Regions from separate parts of the Mus musculus genome. Here region 2 is linked to region 1. A link is a contact called in public HiCAR-type data. All regions are on one chromosome and are shown on one strand. The core of a region is the stretch at or near the end of the contact, and the rest is flanking DNA. Distances in the headings are between cores, read along the strand shown.

Region 1 (4,754 bases), core at 1,515-4,014:
GCCGCACGTGTATGTATCCCGTTCACCCCCACACACAGCTTGGTGACCCAAGCCTAACCTGGAGAGCCCACGTAAAGGTAGAATCAACTTCACCAAGCTGCCCTCTGATCGTCACACGTGCCACACATACATACCATGTTTATAAACACACACAATGACGCGAGTCGAAGGGACTGGGCTGAGGCATGTGGACCTGGTAGGAAAAGGGTTAGAGGGCTGGAGATGCCTCTGTACTTGGGCGCACTTGCTGGGTTCAGATCCTAGCATACACATCAGGTGTTTCAAAACTGCTTGCAACTACAGCTTCCCAGGATCCAACGTCCTCTACTGGCCTTTGTGGGTACTGAATGCACAGAGTGCACACACACACACTCACACAAAGAATCACACACACACATACACACTCACACAAAGAATCACACACACACATACACACTCACACAAAGAATCACACACACACATACACACTCACACAAAGAATCACACACACACATACACACTCACACAAAGATCACCCACACACATACACACTCACACAAAAAATCACACACACACATACACACTCACACAAAGAATCACACACACACACGCACACACAGATTAAAAATTATATTTAAAAAGGGGTCTTAAGCTACTTGTGATTTATGAAGACAAGGCTGAATGCCTTTTGGGGACACATTTCTCCTGGAGGTCACCATAGCCATATACACAATTAGTGCTCGGGGCACCAATATGACGTCTGAGTTATGTTTCTGCTTGATGGTTCTTTTCTTCCTCGGTGTTAGTTCTGAGGCAGGATTTCTTGTCATGCTGTGTGGGTGCTTCAGGATAGCTGGCCTAAGAGCGTTTTGGACAATCCCCTTTTTGTCTCCAGTTCTCATCTTGCACCTCTACATCTGGATTTTTCTTCAGTTTCTAGGGACCAAACTCAGGCTGGCCTCCAACTAACTATGTAGCAGAGCATGACCTTGAACTTGACTCTCCTGACCCCTGGCTCCAAGTGTTGGGATTACAGGCATGTGCCATGGCTGACCTGATCTACCAGCACACAATCCTTTGTATGGTAAAGGCTCAAAGTGATGAGTTCCACGCTGTTTAACCCCATCTTTCCCAGATGTATTTGACAATGGGATCTTTAAACTCTGCATATGCGGAACACACCTCAATCTACAGGAGCAAGCAAGTACCAGAAGGCAAATTCGTTTATGCTCTCTGGGATGTGGCTTCTTCCATTTGCTGTGTCCCCCCCCCGTCTCAGTCACACTGAGCTACACGGCCACGCCCTCAGGATCGCGTCTGTTTTTAGACAGTCTTCCTTGCATCCTCTGCCCCATCCAAGCATAACCACAGCATCTCTGATGCTCCCCGTTCTCTCGCAGGCACAATAAATCGCTTCCTCCTGTGTTTCCAGTGTGCTTTAGTCAAACTTCATTCACTGTATTACACGTAATTGCTCTGAGAGCCTTCCCATACCGCTGGCTTCCTCATTAATAAGTTAAATAAATCTCTGGCATGTGCTCACTTTAAAAAAAAAAAAAGCAGTTTATTTCCGACAATGTTCTCTACTGGTCTGTGCACTTCTCATGGTGGCAAGGACAGGATGCTTTCTTTCTCTGTCCTCAGCAGTGACGACTTTGCCTGTCACATAACAGGTGTTTGTTGATTGACTATGCTCTTAACCCCGGGTAGCACCTTCTCTGTAACTTAGGATAAATATGATTTAAGATCATAAGCTCAAAGTCTAAAGCCAAATATGCTCAGATAGGAAGACTTCTGCTTTGAGACAGAAGTTTCTAGTAGCAGACCCATGAGAGCTTTCTCAACATCTGTTAGAGCAGGAAAGTTAGACAAGAAAGCAGGATCATAAAAAGCCCTGGAAAATGCCACGGCTAGAGCCCATCGGACACCGTCCCCGTGCACTGCTCAGGAAGCAGCGTCCTGGCCAAGGGCACTGACTGGGGCTGCCACACTCCTGTCTACTCCAGGACCGGTTTGTTAGAGATGTGTCCAGACACACGAGCAGCAGGTTCTTGTGGACCTTTGGGATGCTCTGCTTCCAGTTACAGAGAAGTATTTGCTCCTGACAATTATAAAACGCCATTTTATTTTTTTCTTTTATTTGGGTTTTTTGAGACAGGGTTTCTCTGTGTAGTCCTGGCTGTCCTGGAACTCACTCTGTAGACCAGTCTGGCCTCAACTCAGAAATCCGCCTGCCTCTGCCTCCCAAGTGCTGGGATTAAAGGTGTGCTCCACCACTGCTCAGCTACAGAACACCATTTTCACAGGAGTGAAGAAACCTACCAACAGAGCTCCACGAAAAGGCGCACCACTGCCGTGCAAATGGACTGTATCTCCCGGATGTGTGCTTGCTGACTTACAGCAGTCACGCCTCAGAGATAAGACAGCAATAAATCCAAGTCACAAGGTTTTTGTAAAAAGGTTATCTGTTTGGATTTTTAATACAAATACAAAATGACTCAAACACCGAAAGAAATATCATACAAGCCAGTTATTCAATTTAAAAATAAAACAGAAAACAAATCCAACTAACAAATTTTAATTGACATTCCCTGTCTCCAGCCTAGATTAAAAAAAAACAGGAAATATCAATCCAATGTTTGTCCTTCTGAAGGAATCTTATTTTTCAAAGAGAAGAAAGCAATCCCTGAAATCTGGCAGGCGGTACCAGAGGCCACAGTTGTTCTGGTGAGTGTGGTACAAGTGGTTGCTGGAATACGGCCATCACCTCCAGCTGCTTGCTAATGATGGTCATCTGAGGCAGGTCAGCCCAGACACCATCGGACTCTGGCCAATTCCGCAGTCTGAGCCTCAGGGCTGGGAGCCGGGAGCCTTCCATTCCCCATCTTCACTGGATCTCACCCATGTACAGCCTCTTGTCACTGGATGCTGAGAGGACTGAGAGAGAAAGATCGAGAGGAGACAATGAAGGCTGGGGGAATCCTCGGGGCTCTAGGGCCCTGTGTCAAGAGACTATGGTGGGGCTGGCGAGATGGCCTTTGGAAGACCTCTGGAAGAGCTGCCAGGGCTTTTAATCACTGAACCGTATCTCCAACCTCCAGGCTCATTCTTTTTTTTTTTTTTTTCTTCAGACGCACCAGAAAAGATCTCATTACAGATGGTTGTGCCACCATGTGGTTGCTGGGAATTGAACTTAAGACCCCTGGGAGAGCAGTCAGTGCTCTTAACCGCTGAGCCATCTCTCCAGCCCCCAGGCTCATTCTTAATAAACTGACTCTCCCTGAGGTCCCCTCCTGTGGTTTAAGTGTTGGGTTCACATCTGAAGAGCCTAGGATTTGGGAGGCTGAGGTAGGAGGATTACTCAAGTGAGGCCAGCATGGACAGATAGTGAGCATCAGCTAAGACTACATAGTGAGACCCCAGCTGCAGAAAAAGACTTTCAGTTTGGCTTAGCAATGGTGGTGCACATCTTTAATCTCAGCACTTGGGAAGCAGAGGCAGGAAGAAAGCCAGGGCTACACCCTGGAAACTGTGTCTGGAAAAATTAAAAAGACTTCTAGTTCTATCTGAGTACTCATGTAAAAAGCAACTGTTAAGTTATTGTAGTACTGGTGTCTCCTTTATGCTGACAATTGCCTTCTTTTTGGTCACCTGTCCCAGCCCCACCCCCACCCCATAAGCCGTCAAAACCCAAGTGTTAACACTGGATCTACATAACTGACTCCGGCCTGCCTCTGTACCCCTAAGGTCTTGGAGAGAGGTCACTTCCCATCTGGAGCAGTTAGGGCAGACGCAGACTTACTGATGGGCTCGTCGGGGTGGAAAGCCACTTCATTGATGGAGCCAGCGTGACCAGGCAGCTTGTACAGGACCCTTCGGCTTGTGGTGTCCCACACGTACACAAACCTGCAAGATGCCACAACAAACACAAAGAGGGTCAGAGCACGTGGGCTGGAAGCAAAATGGAAATGCTTGGTTACTGAACCAGGATGCTCTGAGCTTTAGAAACTAGGACCACACCAACTTCAAACCAAGAAACCTGAGGCTGGGCAGCAGTGATGCACTCCTTTAATCCCAGGATTAGGATCTCTGTGAGTCTGAGGCCAGCCTGGTCTACAGAGTTTGTTCCAGGACAGCCGGGGTACACAGAGAAACCCTGTCTCAAAAAACCAACCAACCAACCAACCAACCAAACCCCAACAAAACTAATACAGCCCATGACTGATTATGCTATTTACAGAATTCTGAAATTACAGAAAGATCATACCTGCAATCCCAACACTGGGAAGAGGGAAGCCAGGAGGACTATGGGTTAGAGGCCAGCCTACGACATACTGTAAGATGTTCTAAACCCCTCTATACTCAGTAAATAAAGAGGGGTTTATTAATTACATCCTATGCTCTCACAAGGTAGGCTCCAGAGTAACTGGGTAGTAGATTTGGATAGTTGGGCATATTGGCACATGCCTATAAACCCAGCACTTGGTAGGAACAGCTGCAGGACAGGGAATTTAAAAGGCACCCTGGGCTACATAGTGAATATGAGGCCACCCTGGGCTACATAAGACCTAATTGGTCGAGCCTGTCTCAAAAAACCAAAAAAGATTATAGCTTTATGAGAAAAATGAGAATATATGCAAAGTGTCTGGCACATAGAATTAATGATTGATATTATGAGTATATGTGCTATACAGCTAGAACCACATGAAGTCACGTGGTTGACCTAAATTCTCTTGGCCTGCCTGGCCGGTGCCTGTTAACAGGGCGGCAGAAGT
Region 2 (4,839 bases), core at 1,571-4,070, 180 kb before region 1:
GGTAGTTCAAGCCATAAGTGAATTGAATCATCAGACACCCAGCTGGTTTGAAGAATTGGTTAGTGACAGAGAATGTCCCAGAAGCTATAATTAGTGGCCACGTTCAGCCCTCTGGTGTGAGAGGAGGGGGAGTTCTCAGTCAGATCATGAAAACCTGTTCGTGGGCTGTCAGTTTCTCATCCCCAGAGGGTGAAAGCCACAGGCCCTGCCTAGCCTCAGGTTAGGGTCAAGAGCAAAAGGGACTTCCCAGGACCCTCTTCCCATCCCTGTCTGCTCGACCTCCCTGAAACCTGACCACGACCCCGCCTTCCCACTCAGGAAATGTGGCTGTGCTCTGAGTCATGGCTGTCTTTCCTTTGTGAGTCCTGCTTCAGCCTTTCCTAGTCCTCTGTTAGTCATTCCTCGTGATAAGGATTGCAAGCCCCACCCCCACGCGTGTCATCCCCAGTTCTGAACCCCTTGCCAGAAATGACGGCCTCTGCTTGTCCAGTTGTGTTGGCTCCTTCCAAGAACTTCAAGCTTCAGAACAGAAAGGTGCCCACGGGGACCGACCCAGTGCTGGGAAGCAGCATGTGGCTGGCTACTTTTATGTCAACTTGACCCAGGCTAGAGCCATTTGAGAGGAGGGAACCACAAATGAGAAAATGCCTCCATAAGACTGGGCTGTAGGCAGCCTGCTGAATACTTTCTTAATTAGTGATTGATATGGGAAGGTCCAGTCCATTCCAAGTGAGACCATCCCTGGGCTGATAGTCCTGGGTTCTGTAAGAAAGCAGGCTGAGCAAGCCATGGGGAGCAAGCCAGTGAGCAGACTCCTCCATGGCCTCTGCATCATCCTGTTTGAGTTCCTGTCCTGACTTCCTTCAGTGATGGATTATGGATCAGAACCATAAACTAATAAACATTTTCTTCCTCAACTTGCTTTTGGTCATTGTGTTTTATTCTAGAAATAGTAACCCAAATTAAGACACAGGGTGTATAACATGCATGCTACCCCAGTCTGCTCACAGCCAAAGAGTCCTGCTGTGATCCAAGGCCTGGGGAAGCCAAGGTAAATCACCAAACCGAGTCCTCATACTGCTCACAGGAAGCTAAGAAGGTTCTAGAATGAGCTATCATGGAGGTATCGAAGGCTGGAATGAGCCAGAGAGGGGATTTCCCTGGGTGACCAAGGGTCAAGGAGTGAGGCCTCAACTAAAACACTAAAGATGAAACAGCGTCCACTGCACTGCACATAAGGATCTCAGAGCAGAACAACCTTGGGACTCAGAGATGGCTTTTTGTGAAGACACTTGCTACTGAGTTTGAAGACCTGAGTTTGATCACTGGGACCCACATAGAGGAAGCTAACTCCTACTCATGGTCCTCTGAGAGCCACAGGGTGCTCTAGCATGTGTCAACCTAAACACAGACATACAACATAAATAAATAAAGAACAAACCTAAAAGCAGAGAGGGGCCAGAGGGCGTGGAAGCCTGGGATTTAGTAGGGCAGGATTGAAATAAATGACCTTGGACAGAGGGTAGCTCAGACTTGGAGTGAGGTGGCCAGGCCTTGGGTCTGTGGCATTTGGGACATTCAAGAGCCTGGCAGAGCTGGTCAGAGCCTAGCAGAACCCAGTCACTGTAAGGAGAGAGGCATCATGTGTCCAGTGCTTGGGTCGGTGAGGGCTTCTGAGCACACTGTCAGCATGGAAGAGAGAACTGACATGGGCTCACCCGAAGCCTCCAGGGGATCCAGTGGGGACCGGGCTGGCGCTTCCTTTGTGGGAAACAGGACTCTTTGGAGACTTTGATAAAAGCTGGGTCCCAGTCCCCACGTAAAGTTATGCTCTGGGTATAGAGTCTGGGACAGACTCCAGGAAGCCTAGCTAATCATGGAAACTGGCTGGACACAGCTGCCATTCCCTAACAGTGGCTGAGAAGAGTCCCCACTGTTATCCCAGTTGCTTTTTGGTGGTGTGTGCGTGTGTGCATGTGCTTGTGTGTGTGTTTAGTGTGCGATGGTTGATTCTGGGAATACCTGGGGGGCCTTTTGTTTTGTCACTGTTGAGAGTACTAGGATCAAATCCAGGGCTTTTCTATCCACTTGTCTTGCGTGTTTTAAAACGCGTTTATCTGGAATTTGGGAGGCTGAAGCAGGAGGATCTCTGAGAAGCCAAACTGGGGACCGGACTATTCCGGTCCCTGAGCTATGAAGAGTCAAGAGAACGGAAGACCGCTTCAAGCGCACTCTGGCTTTCATAAACCCAAGATATACCAGGTTCTGAAGGAAAGACAGAAAGAAGAAAATGTGGCCGGGAAACCAGGAGGGCTGGCGAGCTGGGCTGAAAACTCAAATGAAAATAAAGGGCAAAGTTGGAACTCCAGGGTAGGGTGGCTCCAACTCCCTCAGCTGGCCAAGCTAAGGGCTACTGTTGGGTTTACAGGACTGCATCCAAGAGACTTTTTTCCTACTTTGCCCCTGAGGCCCCTGGGCGGGGGTGGTCCAGAGAGGTAATGTGATCTGCCCAAGGTGACACGGCTAAGGAACAGCAGTCTGGACGCGACCCAGAGCTGCCAGCGCGCAGGACCCGCACTCTTCCACTTCGCTCCACGCCCCTCCCCTCCCCCGCCCCCTCGCTCTTCCGCCCCTCCCTCGCCTCCCTCCGGGGTGGCGGCCGAGCCACGTGGTGGGCCGGGAAGCGGCGGCTGCCGAGCGCCCGGGCGGCTGCCCCAGCTGGGCAGTGCTGCACCGCGCCGCGCTCGGTGCCTGCGGGGGCCGCTGCGCGCTGGCCGGCGCCGCGGGCGGGAGGTGTGCCGACGGCCGGCCGCAGACAAAGGAGGCGCGGCGGAGCCCGCGCGGACCGGGCGCACCATGCACTTGGGGTGCGGCCGGCCGGCCGCGGCTCTGGAGACCCGGCCCTAGTCGCCGGCCCCACCGCCCCGGGGCGCCATCGAGACGACGCGGCCCCGCGCGGCGCGAGGAGGAGCCATGGGCAAGTGCAGCGGCCGCTGCACGCTGGTCGCCTTCTGCTGCCTGCAGCTGGTGAGCCGCGCGGAGCGGGGTGGGGCGGCGGCGGTGCGTGGGCGCCACCCGGGGTGCGGGGTGGCCGGGCGGAGTCTGCCCCGCGCGGGCCGGCTTGTCCCTTTGTGTGCGCTCCTCGCCTCAGCCCCGCGCTCGCGCGCACGGTCCAACGCTCCCGGGTTGCACGCGTCGGTTCGCAATGGGTGCGTGGGCTCCCGCTGGGGGGCTGCGCCCCAGGACTGTGGCTCCCTTGGGGCTGGGGGTGTGTCCGAGGCTGGTCTGTGTACTCGGAGAGGTCCCTGCCCGAATGTTCCCCTCCAGATCGCTGATTCCGTGGGTACCTCATCCCTCTGGGCTCCGCCCCTGTGAGCGTTTCTCACAAAGTCTCTTTCTGCTCCTGTATTATGTCTCTGGAATGTTTTTAGATCTCTGGCCATTTCTGCTTCTTGTTTGGGTGGTGGGACCTGAGACTCTTTGAGAACCCTCGGCCGTCCTTTGTGCTGCTTTCCTGCCTCCCAGCACCCTCCTGACTGGGTGGCCAGGGATGGAGAACTACCTCCTTGAGGGGGGTGATCAGGAATTGATGTATCACGGGCCAGCCTAACCTGGCAGGCACCGGACTCACTCTGTGGTTCTCTTTAGTCTGACCACCGAGTCCTCCAGCGTCCCATGAGCCATCTGTTCTATCAGCAGCGGGTGAGGTGGGGTCAGGTAAAGAGTTCCCTGGTCCCATTGGATGAGGACACTTGAGTGTCTTGGGAAGAATCAGAGCATCTCGGGGCTCTGTGCTGGCCCCAGTTTGGGGGAAAATGAGGTCTTTAACTGGAGGGCAACAGAGTGAATCCGGAGGCTAAGAGTAGCTGAGGTCCTTGCCTATGTATTGGGAGGGTGATAGAGAAGAGACGGGGGTCTCCTGCCTCCCTTGGAACTGTGTTATGCTTCTACTCAAGACACTGTTGTGTAGGAACTGCTGATAGCATCGGGTCTGTGGAGGAGCCTGGGGCCTCATTCCTATGGGTCCCGTGGTCTGGATCTGCCTTCCGGCCAGCACCTGCTCCTCCCCACAGGTGCGCAGGGTGGTGGGAAGCTTTGAGTGAGATGTGCTGGTGGCCTCTGTCCTCTCACCTTTCCTTGAGTCACCGGCCCTGCGGCGCCTGCTGTTCACAGCATCGTCCTCTTGGGCCATGCTAGAACCTCCTCTCCTCCCACATTGGTGTGTTGGTGTTTTGCCCCTCAGAAGGCCACCTGGTCTGTCAGGCGTCATTCTCAAGGACGGCAGAGGGGCTTAATCACCACCAGGTAGGATGGAAACTCCAAAAGGGCAGAGACAGCTCATTTTGTTCCTGCTAAAACCCCAGCAGCTGGGCAGCCCTTGACACCTCATTAATATTTGTAAACTAAACGAAGAACTGGTTATTTGGCAGATCTGGGCTCACAGTAGAAATATTCTCCGTTTTCTATTTTTAGGACCATAAAAATGCCAAGAAATCTTCAAACTTTTTTTTTTTTAGAGAATTCCTTTTCTTTAATTAAAAAAAAAAAAGGTTTATTTTTAAAAATTTTGTACATCCGTGTCTGTGTGTGTGAGTGCAGGTGCCCACGGCATCCTGAAGAAGCCATCAGGCCCACTGGAGCTGGGGTTACAGGTGGCGTGTGCTTAGACTCTAACTCGGGCCCTCTGTAAGAGCAGAGCGTTCCTAACGGCTGAGCCATCTCCAGCCTCAAGGATGTCTTCCTGGTTTTGTTGGCTTGTTGTGTTTATTGTTCTTGTATGTTTGAGAAATGTTCTAACTCTTCCGTCCAGGCTGGTCTTGAACTTTGAGCCATCCCCCT

The links. HiCAR-type assays count read pairs that join an accessible place to other places.
Region 2: a contact with region 1 is called in a HiCAR-type map of kidney, with 8 times the contacts expected there. The contact joins the promoter of Nkain1 here to the enhancer-like site in region 1. A contact is called at or near these places in 23 of 39 promoter capture datasets (the 3T3-L1 cell line, 3T3-L1-derived adipocytes, the C10 cell line and 15 more), 2 of 15 datasets of contacts at CTCF or cohesin (the NIH/3T3 cell line and embryonic stem cells), 16 of 484 Hi-C or Micro-C datasets (bone marrow-derived macrophages, cardiomyocytes, cerebellum and 11 more), 36 of 115 datasets of contacts at active chromatin or transcription factors (the 230-238 cell line, CD8 T cells, T-cell acute lymphoblastic leukemia and 24 more) and 3 of 9 other capture datasets (adipose tissue, liver and pancreatic islet).

Annotation. Positions count from the first base shown.
Region 1 is chr4:130,387,706-130,392,459 of GRCm38.p6, reverse strand. Snrnp40 (small nuclear ribonucleoprotein 40 (U5)) reads right to left here. Exons shown (of 10, transcript NM_025645.2): 9 at 3,782-3,885; 10 at 2,427-2,916. The coding sequence ends at 2,867. Among named protein-coding and RNA genes, the nearest start is that of Snrnp40, 30 kb to the right of the region's middle. Within about 2 kb of position 2,764, at least 25 of the 459 cell types and tissues checked have an H3K27ac peak or open chromatin away from gene starts, as enhancers often do. A contact at or near this core is called in cerebral cortex, kidney and myocytes, where this site is marked.
Region 2 is chr4:130,572,017-130,576,855 of GRCm38.p6, reverse strand. Nkain1 (Na+/K+ transporting ATPase interacting 1) reads left to right here and starts at 2,820. Exons shown (of 7, transcript NM_025998.4): 1 at 2,820-3,027. The coding sequence starts at 2,974.